2 separate regions of the Anser cygnoides genome follow, and region 2 is linked to region 1. Evidence: chromatin contacts called from public Hi-C data. All regions are on one chromosome and are shown on one strand. The core of a region is the stretch at or near the end of the contact, and the rest is flanking DNA. Distances in the headings are between cores, read along the strand shown. Region 1 overlaps COBL (cordon-bleu WH2 repeat protein). Region 2 holds the start of COBL (cordon-bleu WH2 repeat protein).

Evidence for each region. A called contact is a pair of places that touch in the nucleus more often than the background predicts.
Region 2: a contact with region 1 is called in a Hi-C map of liver, with 1.8 times the contacts expected there. The contact joins the promoter of COBL here to the enhancer-like site in region 1. A contact is called at or near these places in 2 of 7 Hi-C or Micro-C datasets (both in liver).

What each region holds. Positions count from the first base shown.
Region 1 is chr2:90,239,475-90,244,569 of Taihu_goose_T2T_genome, reverse strand. All of the region lies in intron 9 of COBL (cordon-bleu WH2 repeat protein), which reads left to right. Among named protein-coding and RNA genes, the nearest start is that of COBL, 94 kb to the left of the region's middle. Within about 2 kb of position 2,454, at least 2 of the 3 cell types and tissues checked have open chromatin away from gene starts, as enhancers often do. A contact at or near this core is called in liver, where this site is marked.
Region 2 is chr2:90,334,595-90,339,689 of Taihu_goose_T2T_genome, reverse strand. COBL (cordon-bleu WH2 repeat protein) reads left to right here and starts at 3,175. Exons shown (of 17, transcript XM_048079156.2): 1 at 3,175-3,306; 2 at 3,783-3,843. The coding sequence starts at 3,800.

The DNA of each region.
Region 1 (5,095 bases), core at 1,205-3,704:
TTCAAAAAACATTTTAATATCTTTAGATTTTTATGTAAGCAGCTTACTTTCCAGTTTCTTCTGTGTCCCTATTTTTTCTAACTGGTAATTAATATACTTATTTTCTGTCTCCTTTGTTCCATAATTTTAAATAGAGTAAGATTTTTCAGTGTGATGAATTAATTAAAAGGAATCATGACTTTCTCAGTCACAAAGTGATTAAGTACAGTTGATTTTTTTTTCTGAAGTTTGGTCAGTATGAATGAGGATGTTAGAGTAGAATTTCAGGGGAGGTTTTGATGTTAGCCAAAAGGTGCAGCCTCTCAGAAGCACAAGGAGAAGTAATACTGACTACACTGGCCATTGGAGAATCTGTCTTTACTCAGATAAAACACGCAGTCAATTTATAGGTAATGTACCATTGGAACTCGAAATTTTAAAACCTGCTTTAAAGTCCTGTCTTTATTAGAAGGAGAATATTGCTTTTCTAGATTGGGAAAAAAAAAGTTGATTATGAAGAAGTTACTGCATAAGAGGAGTCCACAGTGCGGTTTTGTCACATTTTTAGAAATATTTTTGCAGCTTTTTTTCAGGGAAGGCCAGATGAGTCCAGAACTGATTTTAAGTTCTTACCTGCTTTAACTGAAGGCTGGATTGTGTGAAGTGCAGTTTGTTTCACGCTGTGGTTTGGATTGGTCGATAATGGAGAAGGATAGGAAAAGAAGACCTACAGGATTTTGTGAGACTCCTTAGTGGTTGGCTGAGGAGTTCTCTGTGGTCAACTGCTGTTCTCTGCAAAGTAGTCCAGTCCTGCCCTCTAACCTGTGTAGTAACAGGAACCCAAGCAAACTGAGCTTGCTGTGTCTTTGTTTTTACCACTTAACATGCATCATATAATAATCATGTAAGTGTACAAGATTTGTTTATGGGAAGGCTTCTGATTTAGGATAGCAGTTAATAAAATACATCCCCCTTTTTTTTTTTCAAGAAAACATACAGCTTCAGAGTTGAGCCCTTAGATTATGTGCAAGAAAAATTCTTGGAAAAGTCTTTCCACCAACATCAATAACATTCCTGATCTTTTGCAATAATCCAGTTGCTTCTGGCTGTGAGTTCATGGATCACCTGCCAACTGTTTCTGAACAGATTATGCTACCTGCCTTGGGAATAATACCACAATTTACCATCTGGTGAGATCATGATAGTATCACTTGACCTCCACATGTGGTCTCTGTCAAGCACTTCATTGAAATCTGGCAAGACATCAGGGCCCGAACATACTGTTCTATGCAGCCCTGAATTTTGGCAGGGTTGCAACATTTAGTAAGTAAACTTCATCTGGCTTGCAAGTCACAGACAAATAGGACAGGCTGATGTCATCGTAAGCTTTAACTCTCATTAAAGAGAAAGTATGTGTTGAGTAATTATTAGACTTTGTCGGTTAAGGTATTTAGGGGAAGTTAAATAGACAGATAATTTTAAGCTGCAAGGTTTCTAAAGAACTGGCATTCAGTAAGCAGTGAAAAATGACCCTTGCTTAATTTAGAAACTGGGTTTGTATCACTCTTCAGATTTCACTTGTAACTCTACCTTTCTTATATCTTAAATTAGAAAGGTAAATATTTATATACTAGAAAAGTTAACTAAGTAAATGTATGCTGTGTAAATCAGGTTTAATTGCATTCTGGTCATTTTTTAGCCAAATAAGAAAACAAGGAGAAACATCACAAATAGATATAATCTAGTAAAAACTGTTCACTGCTTTCTAAAGCTTTTTTTTTGTTTGAGTTAATTCACAGTCAAGCCATGAAAGTAATAAAAACAGAGAGAGGGGAATGCAAATCCAGTTCATTTGACTGCATGACACTTCAGTTTTTCATCTCTTTGAAGAACGAACAGTGTAGGTCAACCAAAGGTACGGGTATGTTGTTCTGTTTGCTGTGTGCCCACCTTAACCAGGACATCAGGGTTCAGCAGACTGTCCCCGAGCCCTGCTGAGCTGCGTGTTGCTGCCACTTCCAGGCAAGGATAGGAAGCAGAATGCCATGGTGGGTTTCTCAAACCAAGGTTTGTGGCAGAGCCCATTCATCGTTTTGGGTGATAAAAATCTTATACTTGTGAGGAGTGGCTTGGCGTAGAGCTGTGTTATGCTACAGTCCATAGTAACACGTCTAACCTACACCGTGATACCATTTTGCTATTCCACCTTCTCGTTGGTTTCTCAAGATCATGGAAGTAGGGCTTTCTGGCTGCCCTTTGTAAGCCCTGGAAGGAGCTAGACTGAGTGGAAATTTGCAGGGAGGAGCAGGAAATGATGACATGAAACTATCACTTGACTTACTGCCCAAAACATGTTTCCCAGCCATTTTGTGTGTTTGCAGACAGAGGGGGCTTGTCCAAGGAAGGCGAATACTGCAGATAAATCCGGTGTGCTCTTTTCTAAATTGAGAATAATTGTAAGGATGTTGCTTAGGATTTGGTGCTGTTCTAAGCACTAGAAATTCCCATCGAATTTCTCTGAAGGAGAAAATTCTAAGTGTAAAGGAAAACCTAAGCTCCAGAGAGGTATGTAGTTTAGTGGCAGCAGAAAGGGTATGGTTTTCCTTGCTTCTGGTAGAATGTTTGTGTGATTGCAATCCACTTTCTGGCCCTAACATGTTAGATTACAGCCCATCCTTTTAGCAGAAAATTGGACAAAGATGCAAACTAAATTTTTCAGATCTTCAGCTGGCTTATGACGTTTCTCAGATTTTTAGGGACAGAACAACAGACCGACTAGTCAACCAGCCTGTAATCCTGAATGTGATACGGAGGAAGAAAATATTATACGTAAAACCCTCATGCCAGGGCCTTTCCTAAAGGCACTAGTGGCTCAAGGAGGTATGACAGACACCTATCAAATTCATTCATAAAGTTGCCAGAAGAAATATTAAGCTACGGTCCAACTGTGTATTTTAAACTCTAATTAATGCTCAATTGTTCTATTCAAATTTATTGCTCTAACTGAAAAGATAAGCACAAACATTAAAAGAAAATTTTGAGTTTGTTTTTTTTTTTTCCTTTTTTTGTTTTACTTCACAGGCTATTTCTAGAAGAGAAATCAATCTTAATAGCAAATCAGTTTGTGGTGGTTTAAAATATGAATTTGAAGTGACTGAGGTTTTTGATTTTTTTCCCCTAAATGAAGACATAAATGAGGAGGATTACATTGTATTCAGAGAAACAGAGGAAGTTCAATTCTCTGCCAAAACAAACATCCGCAGACTTGTGTAGTCTACATGTTTCAATGCATGTGAAAGCATTTGCTGCTGTAGAGTGACTTCCTTGAGTGGAAATAATATTCCAGCTAGTAATGAGATTTTGCAAAAGAAGGAAATCACAGCTATCTTAGTAATTTAACATCTCAAATTTGTTTATGGATAGTTTCCTGTCTGACACATTTAGCTGAACAAGTTAAAGTGTTTAAAGAAGATTAGAATGACATTAATTTTTAACTGCCCTTGACCATGACATTTCACAAAGGGTGTGTTCAATAAAAACAGACGGAAAAATGAGCTTGCCCCTTCACCTTGTAGTGGCTTTCTTGTGTCAACTGATTTAGCTTTCTGTCGCCAATCAACTGAGCATTCAAGGACATCCTTGACTTTTGTCTTTTTCATTTTATGAATAAAAACAGCACAAAAGCGTAGCAATTTCTGTAAAATCCAGTAATGCTAACCTTTTTATCTGTTATTAATACTGAGCTGTTTTTGCAGCCAGAGATTCAGTTTTGGTAATGACCACTAAATTTCATTACAAAATCCTGTTTAATACCAGAATGGTATAATGTGAGAAATTTAATTTGAAATTAAACAGCATAAAAGTGGGCAAAATTATGCAATATTTTATGGCAGCTCATTAAAATGATAATGGTAAGGGTATTTTCAAAAGACCAATACAGTTTGCATGCTAATTATAAGCCTGACTTCCCAATTTAACACAGAGACTGAACACTTCCAGCAGAAAAGCAGCTCAGAATCTGAGGCCATGAGTATGGCAGGGGGACAGCCATCACATGAGCCAAACGATCATGTGAGTTACTAGTGCTGCATTTTGGCAGCAGCTTGGGAATCTCCCTATGTAAACGTGTGCTGTGTGAGACTGACATGTCAAAGGTAGTGCAAGACCTTGGGTCCAGTCAATCCAAATGTCAGATGATCAATCTTGCTATGACAGTATTCATTTCTTATCTTCGTATGGTTTATTTCAAAATCTCCTATTACTTTTACTTTTATCCTATTCATTTGTGAGATCCAGGACTAGAAAATCAATATGTACAGTACTGAAATGACCAAGCCAGAGAAGCTTCTTGCCAGTTTTTGAAATGTAGTCATTTCTATGCATTTTATCAAAATGACAAGTTTTTCAAAGAATATGCTTTTTCAAGCTGTTTCCATGTGCCAGTTTTTTTTAGTATCCATGTGTATGTTGCTTTTACAATATGTTGTTGCATTGCATGGCATCCTAGTAGGCACTTTAAATATCCCACCACTCAAATGCATTCTGCAACATAAAGACATGTTTTTGGGAAACATCAGACTTCTGTCTTTGAATGCCACTACAACATACTCATGGATTAGAAATTCAGTTTTTAATCAACGGTAATGGAGTGCTACCCAATAAGGAAGCAAGCTAGAAGTTCAGTGCTGAATAGACAGTTTAATACAGTGTAACTGACGGTGGTCAGCCTCATGAATTGCTCATAAGCTCAGTTTCTGTGAGAGCTCCCAGAATTTCCCTTTGTCAGTGTATGCCTAATGTCAGTGAAAAGCCTAATAATGTATGACCTGTCCAGGGAATATTAGACATATGAGTAAATGTTGTTTAAGACACATTAACGTTCAGTTGGGACTTCTTGTGGTTTCTGGTGCTAGGCATGTTGAAGCATCTGTTACCCTGTGAAAATGCAGAATCAGCTGGATAGAGTAGCTTTTATATCATCAAGTTTAGTGGACAGATTTATGTCTCCGTTCTGCAGCTGAAAGATTTATCTCTCTGATTTTCCTAGAACAGCTCCTCTTGGATCAAAATATTTTCTTCTCAACTGCCTTAAATTATGTACAAAATCATAGCAAAA
Region 2 (5,095 bases), core at 1,926-4,425, 94 kb before region 1:
ACACTATGTCTCTAAAACCACAAAGAAAAATAAAATCGCTGTTCCAAAGACCCTAGAAACTTGTCAGTGATTTGCTGTGTGGTTATAGACAGAGCCAAACACAATATCCTAGTTTCCCCTTGAGTCCACATAGTCATCAAGTAATTGTGCATTTCTAAAGTAAATTCAGTCTTTTCAGTGGTATTTGATAATGTTATGTTAGTCTTGAATGGATTAGTAATGATTTGACATTTATTCAAAAAGTACTCCTCAGTTTTGTTAGTTTGAAAGATTCCTCTAAAATTGATGTAATTTGCTCACAGTTACTTCAAGTTCTGAATAAAACCAATAGGACCTGAATGGTTAAATCCCAAAACAACTCCCTGCAGAAGGGTGGCTCTGGGACTCAAGGGAATGGTCTAACAAGACCTGAAAAATTAATTTCCCTTCATATATATATATATATTTATATGCGGATAGCAAAATAAAAGAATGTTGTGAGCTTGAGGCTATGCAACTCCAATTTTTATAATTACATAGCCAGGAATTTTGCAACTGTACAGTAAACATACTCTCTTACAGGGAATAATGCCTAAATGGCAATTTCCAGGTTACTTAGAATGGGAAGAGGAGTTGGATTTATGTGGTTAAAAATTTATGTTTGCTATTAACTAAACCTAACCACATTAATAACTCCTATTCACAAATTTTTCCTGCTATAAACTTAGGTTTGTTGCACTTATGCCTTGCTATCTATAACAAACCTTGTTTCCAACTGTAGGATGGCCCTCAAATAGCTATATCATACGAAAAGGTATATGCTAGATTAGAGAAAAGGCATGGTTAACTGGTGCATGTTAGCTAATGCTGACCTAATTTTAACCTCTTTGCTACATTAGAAAAAATATCTTCAGTATTAGACTTGTCTTACTAGATTCCTTCTGTGTTCAGTTAAGTTTATAATATAAACCAAAATCCTTGAAACCTAGCAGGCCAGATTTGTTGGAAAAAGAATGTAGTCTTCAAGGTTTGTTTGGTAATATTATTAGCAGTGAAGGTAAGGAAAAATACAAAGAATGTCTTGAAGACAATAAAAGCAGAAACATGATTTTGCACAGCTGATTAAGTTTTATTTTTAAAGGCCTAAACTATTTTATAGGAAAAATGTTGTCATATGGATGGCCTAGTAGTCTTTGGAAATATATTGAGGAGGCCATCTAAACAGAGATGGTCAGTGATGAAGCCATACAGACAGGGAAATGCTAAAATGCTCACTCTCACAGATATTTTATGAGATCTGCAAGAACTCATACAGCCCCTCTCAGCCCTAAAGCACCACGCCTAAAAACTGAGCACAGCATCCCAGTTGTGGGGATTACAATGCTCACTAGAAGCGCAGCCTTTGCCCTTTCTGGAGAGCTGGGCTGCTTGCCAAGGAGACTGGAGACCGCAGACAAGCTCCCGCGCTCTGCAAACTTCCTTTGGCTCTTCCATCAGCTAAATGGGAGTGAAGGATTTTGGCTGTGGTCAACCTGTGTTGCTGCTCCTGGCGCTCTGGAGAGGCACTGAGATGGTGATTTCAGTGATTTATGTCACTCTTCTGCTGTGCTGTATAAAATGAACATAATAAGAAAACACTACTTTGTGCTGGGTCGTGACAGCGTTTATATACTCCTATAATGACATTTTACACGGCTTGGAAGAGAAGATGCTATCAAGTAGAAAACATTCAGACAACATTGGTAGAGAATAAACTAACGTGAAATGGTGAAGTCAAGGAGAGGGTGTGAGAAGAGGGAACAGCAACAGGACTATAGGCAGGGAGAGAAGACAGCGCAGGTGCTGCTTTGTGAAACAGCTGCAGAAGGGGCCAGGAGCGGTGGGGATGTCACTGGGCATGCAGGTGGGCGTGAGAGCCAGGGACGGACAAGGAAGGAGTGGGTGTGATGCAGGCTGTGTGTACCTTCCTTCAGGGTCAGCGCAGTGGGACGAGTTGCAGCTGAGGCAAGGGAAAATCTTTCAAGTTCCTGAAATGAACCGCGCAGTGTAGTTTGCTGTCGATGTGGAGGTGGGAAGGTCTTGGGGGTTCTGTACAGGCTTTGTGCCCATGCAGCTTTAGCATGTATTCTAGGATAGTCAGGAATTTGTTTACATTTAGGAGTGAAAAAGAGAGATTGAAAATATACTAAGTAGACAATGAACGGTGCTATGAAATCAAGATCCGGTGATTTAATAGCTCACCATTCATTCCTGGAGCTATGGTAAGTGACAGCGTGCAGACTCCAATCCACAAAGCTTGCAAAACAAAGTATGCAAGCTAGGCTATTTATTTTCATAAGGGCACAAATTAAGAACATGCATGTGGCTCATTACTGTGGCGTACGGCTCGGATGACCAGGGGTAATTACTAAGCTGTGGTGACTCAGTCAACTTTTACCCATGTTAACAGGGAAATAAGAGACCAGTAATGCTTTGCTTTTGCAAATGTGTATTTTTGCTTCTCTACCTACGGCTGGGATAGCCAGCTGCCTCCCTTACCCCAAGGCCCTCTCTGTATAACACGGAAGGGGAGAAGGAAACAGAAAATAGCATTCTCAACTTTCTGCTGAGCAGCCAGGAGTCAGTCCTCAGGCTGTCAAAGTGAGGGAAGATGAAATTAAGGATGCCTATAGCACAATAAGTGTTTTACTGAACATTGAGGTAAATGCACATAAACAGGTGCTTTGATCATAATGCAGGAGCACGGGTAGAAGGCAAAGGTGGGGGTATATGGTAATCTTCCATTCACGTAGTACAGAAAAGATGAAGGCGTACTTTTCCTTTCTGTTACTGGCGAATTAATCCAGTGTCTGAACGTTTCCAAATATTTAATAGCTTGCAGATAGCAATGCCATCACTGGCGTGCAGCTTCTGGCATAGATTTGCCAAGTCTTGCTTGCTGAGGAAGAAACTCTGGCTGCTGAGGCCAGAGGAGCTTACTGAATTTCCTATGGACGCAGAGCTGAGTGCGTAGCTTTCTGAGGGGCAGAATTTGCACAGATAAGAGCTCAAGGCTGATGTGAGGGGAGGGTTGGGAAAAGGGGTGGCCAAATTAGTTGTACCCCAGGGGTCAGTCTCCAAGGCAGCTCGGTGGAAAGGCAAGTCAGGGAGCATCTCCCCTTCCCTCAGCCCCTCTCTGGAGTTCTCCCCCTTCCCTCAGACCCTCTCTGGAGTTCCTCACCGCTGCTTTACTCAGCCTGCTTGCTCGTGTCTCCCGCTCCCTGCCTTGTCTGGTGTCCTGGCCCATCCGCCATCTCCGTCACCCCCCCACCGCGGCTGCAAACCAAGGTGAACCACACGGAGAGCGGGGGGGGAGCAGGGAAACTCCTGAAACGGCCGGCAGAGGCCGGGGTGCCCAAATCAGGGCACATCGGGGATCCGACACATCCCTCGGGATCCTCCTCCTGCTGCTGCTGCTGCTCTCCCCGCCCGGTGCGGGGGCGGCGGGCCGTGGCCGTGCCCTCGGGGCCCGCCGCCGTGTTTGTGTTTGCCGCGGGCAGTCTCATGGAAACGGCCTGGCGCTGCCTCCGCCCCCGCTGAGTGGGCAGCGACACGGCCGTCCCCGCTCCGTCCCGTCCCGTCCCGTCCCGTCCCGTCCCGTCCCGGCAGGTAGGAGGGCCCGGCAGAGCTGTCAGCGCCCGGCCGGGGAGCGCCGCCCGCCGCGGAGCGGGCGGACCGGGGGCGGTGGCGGTGGAGTGTGGGGGGGGAGCCGCGTCTCACCGCTGCCCTCTCTTCCTTCTCCTCGCTGCCGGGCCCGTGTCCAGACCCTTCCGGAGCAGCCATGGAGACCCTGGTCCGCCCCGCGGCCGGCAAGCCTCCGAGCGGGTAAGGCACCGCCGCGACCCCCCGGTCCTCCCCCGTCCCGGTCCCCCCGGCGCGGCATGGCCGCCCTGCGAGCCGGCCGGCAGGTGCCCCGAGCGGCCGGCCTCCCGCGGCACGGGCAAGCCGCAGGGCTGAGCAGAAAACGGCTCCAAAGTGCGTGTCAGGGCGCTGCAGGAGCTGTTTTGCGTTTAATTTCCTCGGTTTTTGTGTCCGGTGGGAAGTCCTGTAGCGCGTGCCGCGGAAATTAGAGCAGGGGGCAGCGGGTGAGGAGATGCCGGTGCTGGTGCTGTGGCAGCGAAGCTGCCTGTGTGCAGTGCTTCTGCCACTTGTGGAGGGTACGACAGCTTGCTGGGGTTTTGTTTTGCTTTGGTTTTTGTAAATAAATAGTTAATTCCTGTTAAAAGACAGGTCTATTTGATTATGACCCTTTACTATGAACCTCTAGGCTAACCTTTTATGAAAACCAGTAAGCATAATGTGCCTCCCCCTCTGTCTCCCCTCTCTGTTGTTAGAGTTGATGTAGTAGGGTGGCAGTTGCCTAAAATCCTGACAGAGGCTGGAGATACTAGTTTATGTGTGTGCTTTGACGAATATCCAGCACTCTTCTAGATGTAGTGCAGATTGAAATTTTGTCCTGTTTGCCAGGTATCCAAAGTTTCATTAAAATGTTTGAAATTGGAGTAAGGAAACATATTTTAATGCTTCTCAGAGGTTCACACTGAGGTCTGAGGGCACTTTTGAATAAAGCTCCTGATATGTACACAGCCAGCTTCATCTCTGTGTACATGAGGTTGTGCCATGGCCAGACTCTGGTATCACACAGATGGCCAGAAGTTACAATAACTGCACTAACTTTAGTCAGACTGCTCCCAACAGCTCAAGGAGCAGAATTTAGTCTTAAGATGTGCTTCGGGTATCGCATAGCAGCATGCTGGTGGCAAAGCTGTGATGCATGCTGACAGGGACTGCCCGTCTGCTTTACCTGAATTCATGTGCGTGTGGAAATACTCCTGTCTTTTCTTGGCAACTGGAAAATCTCAGCCTGGATGTGCCTGTGCTGTTAGCCAGGGGTTTCACTGCGCACTTGGTAATTCCTTGAACTTTTAACAGCTGTACAGGACCAGTGGCTGTTTGGTCCCTGATTAAGTTTTGCTCTTTCCATGAGGAAATCAGCTAGGACCAGAAAAATGTGACAAGGACAGCTTCATCTGTCCGTGTCACTTCCCATATGAATCCAGGTATCACCTACATCTGT